Linked DNA regions of Acanthopagrus latus: region 1 is linked to region 2. The links are chromatin contacts, called in public Hi-C maps. All regions are on one chromosome and are shown on one strand. Each heading gives the region's core, a stretch centred on a gene start, on an enhancer-like site or on the middle of the called end of the contact. The rest is flanking DNA. Distances are from core to core; before and after follow the strand shown.

Region 1 (2,700 bases), core at 24-2,523, 130 kb after region 2:
TTTCATGGCCCTCTGAACAGATTGCTGGCAAAGAGCCACTACTTTGCTCAACCATGGAGTGACGAGGGTTTCTGCCAAGGACAAACAGACTAGAGACCACAGAGAACAAAAGAAGCTGCCATCATACGTGGGATCACACCTGCCACAACACCGTCAACGTGTTGACACTTACAGCCATGAGTAGGATTTAATATATCATCATATGAGTACTCTTATGTAGTAAAGATTTTTTTCAGTGTTTGTTTTACTCTTAAAAAGATGAAAAACCACTCCAATAACTTTTTTTGGATGTTTTAAAAAAAAAAAAAAAACATTAACCAGGTAAAACAATATGTTGATCAGATTATAATATTTTTCTTGTACATCTTTTTTCTGTGAGTCAAAACACACTTGTCCATTCCATGTGCCACTGGGTCTTTTTCTTTCTATTGCACCTATATTTAGATAACACCTAAAGGCTATTTAATATTGTTCAATAAAAGTGTAAATTATATTATAACTTTAAACAAAACACACAAAGTAAAATAGATCAAAGTCGACAATACCATTGTTTTTTGGGGGGGAACAGAAAAAAATGTACAAGAATGAAATTAAAAAGCTTTCCAATGTCATGTATTTAGTTTAAATACTGTTCAGCTGGTTTTCTGAGAATAAGCGGATTTAACAGTTATTCAAGAGGATCTCGGTACATATCATCTTCACTTCGCTCATTTTAATTTATGACTCTGTATCTCAAATTAACAAAGACATTCAATGACAATGATCAGATGGAATTGTGAACAGTGCTTCAGGGTTCAACCACCTGGTGACTGTCACATAGTGCTTAAATAGGTAAAATGGCTTCCAATTATCTTTCTATCTTTAAGGGACATTTGTTTCATGGAGAGCCTAACCTCTATGAAAGGATATCAGTGGTAGAAAGAATGTCACACAGGCTATCAAAGATAATCAGCATGTCATTTTGACAAGATGATAATACAATTGAGATGTCTACAAGTTGAGGAAGACGAATTAATACAGTTGCAACACACAGTTATAAACACATTTTGAGGCTTTCCATTTGGTCTATTAGAATTTTGGGAGGTATTTGTGGGCCGTCGTGCTGTTAATGAATGTGTAACAGAATGTGATCATGGCTTTTCACTGGCACAGTCAACCAATGGACTCAAGAGTGTCACGTGCATGGCAGCAGCTTTATAATTAGAGTAAGCTGAGAGTCATGGGACAGCATTCCAAGCGTCATCCCCACAGTGAGCAGGCACACTCAGTTATGGTGTTTTAAATGCTTATTAAATGATTGTAGATGTTTCTACACCACACTGGGAGGGATTCTCTGTGAGAGTGTGAATCACTGATTTTTTGTGTGACGTTCCAGGAGTGTCAAATCCACGCTCACCAGAGACAGTCCCGGCAAAGGAAGAAAGAAGACAAGAACAGCATGACGAGTAGTCAGTGAACAACACACCGAGAAGCTGCGTTGACCACATCTCTCGTGGACAGTGAACGCAGCGTCAAACCAACGTCGGATTAGGCTCTGGACGTGTGACGTCACGGACGGGCTGGGCTTGCTAATTGTGACAGAAATATTTATCCGAGGCGTCTGGAGAAACAAACACCGTCGACGTCTTTCTCACCGCCAAGTAAGACATTAAATGTTAACATTATTAACGTGTGTGTCAGCCGACTGCGACCTGTTCTCGTTTAACCCGCTGCTGTAGAAAAAACACTGGGCTTGATGCATGAGACACACTGCGACCTGTTATCACCGCTGTGTACAGGCTTCATCCCGTGTCTGCTCCGAATGACAGCGACGTCACAGCAGCTTTTTGTAAATACATACCCAGTGACGGACGGGTTGAATGTTGTGGCCGGGCAGGACGAGCCACAGCTTTATTTTCCGTCCAGAATTGTCTTTTAGAAGATTAATCACGTGATGACTTCAGTTAAGCTCGCGCTTGTCTCTGTGTATTGTATTTGTGTGAGATAACACGGAGGACACATCTGTCTCCTGAACAGAAAACAGTGAGGAGGAAGGACAGAAGGGCTGACGCAGATTTCGGTTGTAACGGTACTCCATCACATTAGATTCATAATGACACAAAACAATGACTTAACATTTTGTATGTGTTGGGGGATAGCGACCAGTTAGGGAAGGTTTGTGAAATGAAAGATGCGCATCTATCGGATGTTGTTACCAAGTTTTGTGAAGATTTGAGATTTGAAAAAAATCTGTTTGAGTCTGAGACTATGCGTTAGAGCATTAAAGGTGCAGTATGTAAGAATTTGCTACCTTGCAAGTTAACGTTCCATTTCCAGTAGGGGGCAGCGTATCATCTAGTAACCCTTAACTGCTGCAAACTGTAGCGGCTTTTAGCTCGCTAGCCCTGAAGAAGAGCGCCAGGCCTCGAGGCCAGTTTCTGTAGTGGCCACGTAATCACGTGACGTACCCTGGCCCAAAAAGACCTTTAACATAAGCTTGCATTGTGAAAGAAGCATCTAGACAACAGTGGATGATGATGATGATGATGATGATGGTTTTCAGAATAACAACCCCCACTAATTTCACTGTCATTATTTGAGCCATTCAGTCCAGTAAATTGTTGAAAGTCTAGAAAAACTGCACAATTAAATTACTGAGTCGCCGTTCAAGGTAGCCAGCTCAGTTGGTGGAAGTCTTTATAGTGTGCATGCTCCATGGGC
Region 2 (2,700 bases), core at 195-2,694:
AAAGCCCGAGGCTGAGGAGCAGCTCAGCCACACACAGCTGCTCAGCGAGGCGGGCCGCGCACAACTGCGTCCACAAAGCGCGCACTTTAACCCCACACTCTCCGAAACTACTAACAGGCACAGATTTAATAATGACTCACCAGGTTCGAGGGGATTTATTATTTATTTATTTTGGCCGAAGTAAAGTTACACTTGTCGGATTTTATCGCACTGTCCAGGACACCCAGTTTAGTGGGACGTGGCCAAACTTAGTTTGAGCTTTATTTCTAATTTTATTTGGTTCCCAACTTACGGGGAACCAAACACTGCTGAATGATCAGTCTTAAAGAATCAGAAGAAGCTCTCGGTACTTATGCTATCCAGCACGTTCAAACAGATCTTAAAAGAATTTTTTTTTTTTTTTTTAAACAGAGTCTGGCTTGGCAAAGAAAAGAAAGGCATTCAACTATACGAACAAAAGTGAGACCGAGGCTTTCGCATGCAAACAGCAAGACAACGCTGATAGCTGATTCGCACGGTCAAACCAGGAGGCAGGAGAAACGTGTCCACGGAATCACTGAGCATTTGTCCCGCATGTTTATTCTCTCAGGATGGGAGCACATTGTTTTGTAGCGCAACTACAGATAATGAACAGCAGGCAGAACAAGCACGTGTGGCAGACAACAGACAAGCCCTGTCTTATTCTGATGAACATGACCAGGCACACACAGTCTCAGACTCACCTTTACTGAGGGTAGATGAAGAACCGCTGCCAAAAGGATTTGTACCAAAGTGACAACAAAGTTCATGGTTGTAATTCCGCACGATGAGTCTTGAAATCTCAGCGGTCGTTTAATAGTAAATCGAAGAATGTTTGCAATAAATAAAATCAAATGAAAAACACTCAAACAGTCAAAAAAATATACATATATATATATATTTTTTTTTTAAAAAACCGCGGCAAGTTTGCGCTGTAGCAAAAGCAAATCCATGTCATCCACACGCAGGTGGCTCGTCTGTTCCAGTGTCTCCGCTGGTGACCGCACCATACAACGAGCCTCGCTCATCCGCAGACAAAGACTGTACGGTCGGGTTCTGAAATCCACTCTGGAGCCGAGAGCTCGGGAGCACAGCAGTAATGATGTTGACAATGGGAGGGGGAGACGTGCAGGCCAACTCGTCAACTTTACGCACCGGTGTCTCTCTTTACACTCATTGATCCCGCAGCGTGACGGTGTGTGCGCGCGTACGTGCGTGTGTGCGGCTACAGCAGGCACTGTTTGCCGGTATAGTGTGATCCTTTATTTGCTTTCTTCTGCAATCCTCTTCTTGTGTCTCCTATCGTGTGTGTGTGTGCCCCCTTTTGATGTTACTCGTTTTCGCTTCTCTCAGTGAAGGGGAGGGGGTGTGCACCGGCAGCAACTTGTCTCCGGTTCAGCAGCGGTGCCGGCGTCACTCGCGTTCAGTCTCCTCTTCTCTTGGCGGCTGCTCGGGTTCAGGCGTTATTAAAGGTGACCAGCCGGTCTGCCAGGGCGGGGCGACTGGGAGGAACCAATGAGAGCGAGCGAGAGAGAGAGAGAGAGCGAGAGAGAGAGAGAGAGAGAGAGTGCGTGTGAGCGTGCGCGTGTCTGTCTGTGTGTACGTGTGTGTCACTTCATTCATTCATTGATGTCATACGCACTATTATGACTGGATTTAGCCTTTAAACATCAAGTGTTTGAACTTGATGACATTTGCTTTACTGTCTAATAATAATAATAATGATAGTGATAATAACAATTATTATTACCATTATAATAATTTAATACCTTTAACGTTTACAAGCATCAGATATCATTATGTCAAGGTCATTCAAGGAAATATGAAATTGATCAATCAATTAATTTCTCTCTTAGTCTGATTACCTAAAGATTTCTAGATTGCAGACTGTAACTAAAAAACTGTGCCATGTACAGTTACTTTTGATTTATTCTCAGGCAGCCCGTCACATTACAGTAGTTTAGAGTTAGATGCCTTATCACAACCAGGGCTGGACAAGATGTTTCCAAAGCGTAATGGATGACATATTACTAGTTACTCTCATTTGAAAGTGCTAAGTTACCTTACTGTCTGCGCGATTGTGCCACTTTTGTGAACCAAAGCAAAGAAGCTCAAGTTTATTGCAGTTCTTTACAAATCTAGTGGGGGGCGATACTGTCCAGCCTGGTGAAGGCTCTCCTATTCATGTGTTCACATGCAGTGGTTACTATTAACTGTGGATTAACATTTTCACACGTTTATATTACAGGAGTGCGATGATGATAGAAGTTCCAGTGCTGGGCCCTATATTTAAATATTTTTGTGTTTTAATGCTTCTGACTTGTCACAAGTTTTGTAATCAGTCTAGTAGATCGCCTCAGCTACAACGCAGCCGCAAATAGCTGCATCCTAATCCGTCGGGGCAACTCCACTCGTCAAAGTCACGTCTAGTATAAGCGTCTGACAAGATTACAGAAACCATTCCCACAGTCAGAACTTTTTGATAAGTAGTAACAGCCTTTTGTCATCCAAAACACCCTTGTTAGAAATCAACAAGCTTTGAGTCGTTACAGGAGGATGGTGGTGGAAACGTGAGTCAGAGTCAGAGTCAGAGTCAGGAGTTCAGAGGAACTGCCTGCTAGAATGTTTTCTCTAAAGACATGGATGACTATTTAACGGCAGTCTATATAAAGCAACAACTGT

Evidence for each region. A called contact is a pair of places that touch in the nucleus more often than the background predicts.
Region 1: a Hi-C map of muscle shows a contact between it and region 2, with 2.5 times the contacts expected there. The contact joins the promoter of LOC119005557 here to the promoter of vegfaa in region 2. A contact is called at or near these places in 2 of 4 Hi-C or Micro-C datasets (both in muscle).

Annotation. Positions count from the first base shown.
Region 1 is chr17:2,703,847-2,706,546 of fAcaLat1.1, forward strand. LOC119005557 (syntaxin-12-like) reads left to right here and starts at 1,274. Exons shown (of 11, transcript XM_037073307.1): 1 at 1,274-1,640; 2 at 2,017-2,068.
Region 2 is chr17:2,573,099-2,575,798 of fAcaLat1.1, forward strand. vegfaa (vascular endothelial growth factor A-A) reads right to left here and starts at 1,445. Exons shown (of 6, transcript XM_037075624.1): 1 at 723-1,445. The coding sequence starts at 788.